Regions from separate parts of the Sus scrofa genome. Here regions 1 and 2 are each linked to region 3. The links are chromatin contacts, called in public HiChIP or PLAC-seq and promoter capture Hi-C maps. All regions are on one chromosome and are shown on one strand. Each heading gives the region's core, a stretch centred on a gene start, on an enhancer-like site or on the middle of the called end of the contact. The rest is flanking DNA. Distances are from core to core; before and after follow the strand shown. Region 1 holds the start of VCAM1 (vascular cell adhesion molecule 1). Region 2 holds the start of EXTL2 (exostosin like glycosyltransferase 2). Region 3 holds the start of CDC14A (dual specificity protein phosphatase CDC14A).

Region 1 (2,752 bases), core at 194-2,693, 290 kb after region 3:
CTCCTTATCCAAATTCAACATCCCATTCTTTCCGCAGCTCCTACCAGATCAGGGGGTTTGGAGTCATCTACCATCCTCATCATTATCTTCTGGACACCCTCTGCTTTGTCAGTCTCTCTCACAAGGACTATAACCTTGAATCAGACACTTCTGTTCCCAACATCCCAATATGGTCTTGGAGACCATGGCCTCAGATGATGAGAAGGTAGAAAGCTGTGAGTGCACTTGGAGCTTATCAATACCTCTTTAAAATTCTTTTTGGCTGTGCCCATGGCATGCAGAAGTTCCTGGGCCAAGGATTGAACCTGTGCCTCCGCGAAGTGTAAAACCATGCATTACATATTGAGAAGGCAGAGGCGGATACAATGAGGAACAGGAACTTGTCTGGGACCATGACAGGAATGGATGATCCAATGGGGGAGGAAGAACTGCACATGTAGACTATAAGGAAGTGGCTATTCCGGTTTCTATTTGATGGCCAAGCATTTTGCAAAGACTTGAGCATGTGTGCACAAGGCGAAAACAGCCATTTAAAAATACCTTTTAAAAGTCATTTCCTAGGAGGGGAAAAAGAGCATGCAGTTGTTGTCAGCATCCCCCCATACCAAACCCAAAGTATTGTTCGTATTTTAACTGTGTTTGTGAGTAAGTCTCACAGAGTCCAAGAGATTTACCACCTGAGATGAATTCCATATATTTGAATCTAAGTCTGCAAAAGACTTCCAATTACCTAGCTAGCCACTGAATCAAAGAATCGGTAACTTTTCTAAAACAAAAGAGAAAAATGACCTCTCTTGTTTTGGTAGCATTTCTTTACTTCCTTCCTCTGCTCAAGATCATCATTTCAGAAAGTTGGTATTTGTTGTCAAAAGAACGATTTTTGTGAATTAAAAGTAAAAAGCCATGCTGTCTCCCTTAGAAAAAAAAAAAACAAAAAACAAAAAAACAACTCATCAAAAGAAGGGATCTCTTCCCTTTTCTTGCAAGAGAACATTTAATCTCTGTTGTAGGATTGCAAATATATCTTCATAATGGAGAACAATCATTCAAATGATATGGTACTGTTCAGCCTCTTCCAACACTCGAGTGTAAGTTTCTATTTCTTTCTCTCTCTTTCCCCTCATTGGATTCAGAAAGCCTCATTCTGCAGCAAGCATTACTTCATATCTTTCTTGCAAAGATATGCTTTGGGAAGGAAAATCAGGAAAAGATTGAATTTTATAGACTTGGGAGTGTTTTTTCTTTTTCTGGGACAGAGACAGGAGTTTCAGTACTGAGAGCAAAGGAAGGGGTTAATACTGGCCTTGGCTGGCTGTCAGTTAAACTTTTTTTCTGGCTCTGTCCGGGTTTCCCCTTGAAGGGATTTCCCTCCGCCTCTGCGCTTCTGCAACAAGACCCTTTATAAAGAGCAGACTTTCTATTTCATTCCTCACTGAACCTCACTGGCTTTTGGAGCTCAAGACTCTTCCTGAGCACTTTCAGGGAGGACACAAAGAAGGGTTTTGGAACCATTGTTTCCTCGTCACACAGCAACTTAAAATGCCGAGGAATATCGTCGTGATCTTTGGAGCCTCAAATATACTTTGGATGGTGTTTGCCGTTTGTAAGTTCTCCTTGATCTGTTCCAAATGCTAGCATTGCATTTTAGCCCTGATTTTGGCTTCGGTCAGTTTTGCTATGGTGGTGAAGAAAGGCACTAGGGTTTTTAAAGAGCAAGAGGACTTAATTTAACCTAACTTTCACTGTGCCACTGAGTATTGCTATCTACTGGTTCACTGTCATAGTTGAAGCTGCAAAGTTGATGCTTTTTGTAACCTTTTTTTTTCCATGTCAAATGAGTGAGTAATTGGAGTCCATCTCTAGGAAGGTCTATCTCTTTAGTTTCCTGTACTCGATAATGACATTGGACTTGGCTAGTGACAAAACAACTCTGAGCAATGGGTATCGAGGTCAGAAGTGAGAGTTCTCTTAAGTGAAGGTGATTTCAACACCTTCTTTTGGCAGCAGCTCCAATGCTGCCTTGTGTTGGTCCAAAGCAGTTTTAGGAAGGCGATCAGCCAGGTTGTATTTTGAGTGTTCTACTGGAACAGAGAAGAAGCAATAGGACCGTAAACAAACCCGTGGTACGTTTGGGTTTCTCTTTTTGCCTCTGCAGCTCAAAATGTTAAAGTCGAGATCTTCCCTGAAGACAAAATGATTGCGCAGATTGGTGACTCCGCTTCCCTGACTTGCAGCGCACCGGACTGCGAGTCCTCCCTGTCTTTCTCTTGGAGAACTCAGATAGACAGTCCTCTGAATGGAAAAGTGAAAACTAACGGGACCAGATCCACGCTGGTCATGAATCCCGTTAGTTTTGAGAATGAACACTCCTATCTGTGCACAGTCTCCTGCGGGAATTGAAAGGGGAAAGAGGAATCCAAGTGGAGATCTACTGTGAGTACTTTAGAGATTATTTGATTTTCTCCCCATTTTGCTTTAAAATACGTTTTTTTTTTTTTTTTTAAAGTAAGGTTTTAAAAGAATAACAATTAAGTATGGTATTCATGTCCAGATTCTTGGTTAGAGGACAAAGTGCACCGAGAAAGCGAGTGAATCTTGCACTAGACCAGAAACCCAAATCTTGGCTTCTGTTTCCAACTCTGCCATAAACATGGTGGCCAACTGTAAGACTCAACCTCCCTGGGCTTCAGTTTTCTTAGCCATAAAATGACGTTCTTCAAGGTTCTTTTTATTTTATCAAAATTTTTTCTAG
Region 2 (2,700 bases), core at 13-2,512, 410 kb after region 3:
GAAATTAAACTTCAATTTTTCCAACTTATTTAAAAGCTATTATGAAAAAGGGTATTGCAGATTTCTCTATAAACCAGCTGAGCAATTTCTCATCCAAAGCAATATAAGATAAAATGCAGAATTTATCTTCAAAGGCAGAATACAAAAACACAAGCTCAAATTCCAGCTGACCTTGATGAGTTAAGGGAACGCTGCAAATCAGTTGCTGACATTTAGTTACTTCCATATACCCTCACCTCCCCCCCCCCAGCAAAGTTACATCATATTGAAATAAAGCAGCTTTGGAGAAAAACTCAATTGCCATGGAAATATTTATCTTGAACCCAGTTTGTACCCACTGATGTTTCCCTGGCAGTGCAGTTGAATAAAATTCAGTCTATGGCTAATATAAAAGCTTCCTAAAAATATAAATAAATGCTACTAATTGAAAATATTTCTTTAAGTTAAAATAATGAAATATATGCCTAGAAAGGCAAAGTACTCTTTCCAGAACTTAATTTCTGGAATCTAGCTGTTTTTATAAAGCAGTTTTAATTAACATGGACATTTAAAAAAAATTGCAGAGTACATAAATTATGTTTTTAAAAATAAAACCACCTAATCACCACCCCACATACTCACAAAGTTCCAAGGAGAGCAAAACACATATATGCTCACTGCAGAACATTTTTAACATGAGAGCATTTTGGTATTTCCTTACCTCGAGTGCAGAAGATTGCAGTGGGACCAGCCGATTTATTTGCTTGCAGCTTGGTGATCATAAAACGGAAGGGGCGTCTCGCTTGCTCATTTTTTGTTTTTTTCCAAACCCAGTAGCGTGCAAGGACTTGGCGTCACTCGCTGGATGGATAACCTGGATGAAACGCTGACCGCAAAGAGAGAGCCTGAAGCAGGGGGCCGTCCCGGGCGGCCACCCCTCCCTTTCGGTGACGCTCCACTTCCTGTTAGACTATAAGGCTGTTCCCAAGAAGCTCGGTTTTGTAGTTTCCAGCCCACCTCCAAAAGCCGGTCGTCCTTTATCCCCATTTCTCCCCCAAGACAACACCTTGTACTCATTCAGGTGATGGACCACCTGACCTTACCCAAGCAATTTCCCGGAAAGACGCCCGAAGACGAGTTCCAACGACCGTGGGTGCCCAGGACAGGCCCGTCGGGCTAGCCTCCCCGAGCTCCGCACGTCCCTGCGTCCCACCAAAGAGCCTGTTTTTCCTGCACTTCCTCGCGATGGGCAGTGGGGTTCTGACGAGCGTTAGAGCCGCGACTGCGGCCTCCGGGATGACCTGGAAGTGAAGGGGACGTGTAGGAACTCGAGTTTTGGGTTATCTGCGGATTGAGAATTGTCGTGGAAGCAATGCCTTAACCAAACCTGCATTCCAACCCAGTCTCGTCGGCGCTCCTTTTAAAGGGTTCTCTTAAATACATTTAAAATTCTTTCGGAAGACCTTTATTGATTGCCTCCAGCGTGGCAGTACGGAGAGGTCAGGCGCTGTTTTCGGGGGGCGGGGCGGGGTGGATTGTTAGGATGTGGGTGTCCAGGGTTCACCCAGCAAAACCATCATTTGCGCTTCCTGTGGAGTGAAGGCGAGAGAACGTGCGGCCTAGGTTCTTAAGCACTGCTGCCCAGGGCATCAGGTCTTAATGATAACAGGGGTAAGGGCGAAAGGGCTGGCGCTGGACGCCAGCGCATCCGGGAACATCGGCGGTAGGCGGTCAGGGTGGACGAGTGCGGGCTCTCAACTTCCCACCCAGCCCAGGCCGTGAGAGGGCCAGCTCAGGACTTTCCTCCTCAGTCCAGGTGGCGGGACTCCACCCCAGGTCGGCCCTTTGGAACACCGAGTCGTTGCAACCACCTTTAACTCGCAGAAAAACCCGCGCAGCCCCGCCCCCTGTCGTAAGCCCCGCCCCACCGCGCAAGTCCCGCCCTCGGCCCCGCCTTCCCCCTTTCCCGTCCCAGGACGCGTTGCGCGGCCCGGGCCGGAAGTCGGCGGGTTCCCGGGTGTGTGTGTCTGAGTCTGTGTCTGAGTCTGTGTCTGGAAGCGGCGCGCGGCCCGGGACAAGCTCCGGGGCTTCCCATCTGAGGCGTCACCACTGTCACTACCATCACCCACGGAGCCGCTACTAGTGGGGTGTAGACCCGGCCCTTCGCCGGGCAGAGAAGATGTTGCCCCTGTCCATCAAGGACGATGAATACAAACCACCCAAGTTCAATCTGTTCGGCAAGATCTCGGGCTGGTTTAGGTGCGGGGTGCTGTGTTTGCGGGATGGGGATGTCTGGCAGAAGGGGAGAAGGCCCAAACCTAAGGATGGCTCGAGGTCCAGGGAGGGAGCGTCGGGGACACCCTCGTTTTGAAAGTGTGGACTGGGAGGGTCTTGAAAGGAGAACCCAGCCTCCGGGTCCCGGCCCGCTTTGACTTTCCCGGCTCTTCCCCACTTGTGTCATGCCTAGGTCCATCCTGTCGGACAAGACGTCTCGGAACCTGTTTTTCTTCCTGTGCCTGAACCTCTCTTTCGCTTTTGTCGAACTACTCTACGGCATCTGGAGCAACTGGTAACCAAAGGGAAAAAGGGTTGGGGCGGAAGCAGAGGGTGGGGGAGACGAAACACTGTTTGCTTAGTGCCACGTAGCTGCTCACCGGGAGGTTCAGGTCTTGCCTTTGCCACCACCTCTGCTGCAGAGTTGCTTTCTCATATCCACACTGG
Region 3 (2,739 bases), core at 193-2,692:
AGGAGGTCGTCTTCAGTGATTCTTCCAGCTTTAAGTTTATGTGGTTCTTGCCTTAGCGTTTAAAGCTTTGGGTGTTAGGATAGGTTTTTCTTTTAACTACCTTACATAGGTTTGTTTGATTAGAATCACTGAGATGTTCCGCATATTTTTTTCGGAATATCTAAATGATATTCATTCATCATTTTCTGTGGAGGTTTAGCTTTCTGGATAGTCTAGCAGGCTAAGACCAGAGGGTTGAACTTTACTCGGCGGCGTCAGAGCGCGGCTTCAGGCGGTCGACTCTTGCGCGCCCCCTCCCTCCAAGAGGTAAACAAGTGACTGCGAAACGGAAGGCTGGCACAATCCTGTTCTGTTGCTGGAGACTCCACTGAGAGCGCATGCTCTTCCGATGATGGGTCTGTAGCGCCATTTTCATATGGAAGGGACTGCCCTCTAATTAGGCACGCCGGTAGGACACCCAGCGATAGTTGTTAAAGCTGTGCGAGAGGCCTCGCAGAAACAAGTCAAGGGCTTCTTTGAGATGAACCACTCCCTGCAGCGCTTCGGCTGAGACTGCGTAAAGAAATTCTTTTGTGTTACTTTCCCCCGTGGAGGCCCTCTCCCGGGTTCGCTCCCTCTCCCACTTCCCCCCACACCCGGCTGGCCTTGCTCCTCCGCCCCGCCCCCGCCTGGGACCAGTGCACTATAAAGGTTAGGCATTTGTGATGATTTTGCGCCGACAGTGGCGACCCAAATGAGAGGACTTGGGGAGCCGGATGGGAACGCTTTACCCCACGAGAACAAAGCACAAGTTAATTCAGAGTCCACTATGTGTAGAGGAAACCAGTAGGTGTTCTTCTAAGCTAGGAGGTAGGGCTTCTTTTTTAATTTTATTTTTATAAAGATAGAAATCCATCAGTGGTGGAGATGGAGGTTGGTTGAAATATTAACTATATAGGTAAAGTGGGGCTTGGAGACTTGAGATCTTTAAGTGTGAGGTTTGCGTGCGCGCGCATGCCAGAGTTTAGAACAAGGGTGAGTGGGGCGAGAGAGGTAAAGAATGAGAGAGACAAAGACGAAGAATCAGGAGTGGGAAGAAGACTTGGTGCAGAAAGCGAAGGGGCGCGGGCACATCCTTGCCTGCGAGGCAGCAGCAGCGCCCTCCGCGACCACTCCCAATCCACAGTTTCATTCATAAGTTTCTGGTCTAGAGGCCCCGCCCGGCTCCTCTGGGCCCAGGGCCGCGTTTCCCGTACAGCAATTGGTGGACGGCAACAAAGCCTTAGCAACCGGCTCTTAGTGACCCGCGGGGCGCCTGGTAACTGGGGCGCGGAGCCAGCGCGGAGAAAGGAGCGGGGCTGTCCCTTTAAGGGATGGCCGCGGAGCCGTGAAAGTGGAGGGGATTGAGGGAGGGCGGGGAGGAAGGTCTGGGGGCGGACCCAGGGGGAGGAGGAGGAAGAGTTGCTGCTGAAAGGAGGTGGCGAAGGAGGAGCCGGAGCAGCTGCTGCCAGCCGGCGGGCACCAGAGTCCTGCCCGCTGCCGCAAGAGTAGCCACGGGCGCGATCGGGGCCAGACGTCTTCTCCTCCATGATCACTCTGGGAGCCGGGGGAAGACTTTGCCCGGCCGTGAGAGCTGGTCTGCGTTTCCCAGGCGCGGCGGCGGCGGAGCAGCGAAAGCAGCCGGGTCCGAATCCGAGTGGCCACAGCCCGGGGCGTGTGCGCCCCGCTTGGAGCGTGCTCGGGTTCCCCACGGAATGTCCCCGGGGCGCCCGGCGCGCTGACCCCCTAGCCGCCTCCGCCTTCGGCGCCTGCTCCCTCTCTCTGGCGGGCTCGTTGTTCAGGACTGCAAGCTTCCTAGCTCCCGAGCAGTGGGGAAGCCCCCGGGGGCGGGTGACCTCAGCTGGCCACGACCCAGCCCTCCACCGTGCATATCTCGCTTAAGATGGCAGCGGAGTCAGGGGAACTAATCGGGGCTTGCGAGTTCATGAAAGGTGAGAAGCAGCTGCCCCGCATCCTCCACCCCTCCCTCTCCCCCAACTCTTCACTTCTCGGCTCTCTGTCCCAACCACTGTCCCCAGCTTCTCCTGGGGCCCCCAGGGTACAGCAGTTGCCGCGCGCGCTCTTGTCCCCTCCCGGTTCTATCCTCTCCCCGAGGACCCTCAGCTTCCGGCTTCTCTGTCTTTCTTGCGTCCCTGGTTCCCTCTGCAGCACCCTCGGAAGGCCTCCCCCGCCCGGGAATGGGACAGCGCCGGCCTCTGCCGGGCTCCTGCGTGCAGCGGCTCGTGGGGATTCTGCTCCGGGGGATCCTTTCCGTTGCATTTATCCCCCTATTGCTGGGCTCAGTTTTCGGGACACCTCCAACCACACCTCCCTTGTCCCTCCTCCCTTCCTCTTCTTGAAGTCTCCGGAGCTGCAGAGGAGAGGCTCGCCTCTCTCTTCTCCTTCCGCAGCTGCCGAGGTCTGGAGATTTCTGAACCCAACTTGCACCTCCAGTTCTACGGGTACCCTCAGCTTCTACCTGCTCCCGTTGGCCTGAAACAAGAGGGATGTGGGAGCTCTGCCCCCCAAGTAGTCCCTCAGTCAGATCCTCTTCTCTCTCCTCTAACGTGTGTGCTCTGGGGTCTCTCGTTTTCTGGGAGAGATCAGGTTTCTGCAAGAATCCCACGTGTTAATGGGGTCTTTAAATAATGGCTAGCAGTTATTTTGATCCTGGTGTATTAGCACCCGCCCCCCAGCTTCCCTGCTTCTCATGTTTTGTCC

The links. Promoter capture Hi-C pulls out the DNA fragments that hold promoters and counts their contacts. HiChIP or PLAC-seq counts read pairs in DNA pulled down with a chosen protein or histone mark.
Region 1: a contact with region 3 is called in a promoter capture Hi-C map of liver, with 2.2 times the contacts expected there. The contact joins the promoter of VCAM1 here to the promoter of CDC14A in region 3. A contact is called at or near these places in 1 of 5 promoter capture datasets (liver) and 1 of 47 Hi-C or Micro-C datasets (fibroblasts).
Region 2: a contact with region 3 is called in an H3K27ac HiChIP or PLAC-seq map of alveolar macrophages. The contact joins the promoter of EXTL2 here to the promoter of CDC14A in region 3. A contact is called at or near these places in 1 of 5 promoter capture datasets (liver) and 2 of 2 datasets of contacts at active chromatin or transcription factors (alveolar macrophages and skeletal muscle).

Annotation. Positions count from the first base shown.
Region 1 is chr4:117,509,902-117,512,653 of Sscrofa11.1, reverse strand. VCAM1 (vascular cell adhesion molecule 1) reads left to right here and starts at 1,443. Exons shown (of 8, transcript NM_213891.1): 1 at 1,443-1,603; 2 at 2,156-2,396; 3 at 2,399-2,433. The coding sequence starts at 1,540.
Region 2 is chr4:117,395,773-117,398,472 of Sscrofa11.1, reverse strand. It overlaps EXTL2 (exostosin like glycosyltransferase 2), which reads right to left and starts at 1,262. Exons shown (of 5, transcript NM_001243549.1): 1 at 701-1,262. SLC30A7 (solute carrier family 30 member 7) reads left to right here and starts at 2,090. Exons shown (of 11, transcript NM_001136211.1): 1 at 2,090-2,238; 2 at 2,447-2,548. The coding sequence starts at 2,159.
Region 3 is chr4:117,803,271-117,806,009 of Sscrofa11.1, reverse strand. It overlaps CDC14A (dual specificity protein phosphatase CDC14A), which reads left to right and starts at 1,442. Exons shown (of 16, transcript XR_002343573.1): 1 at 1,442-1,970.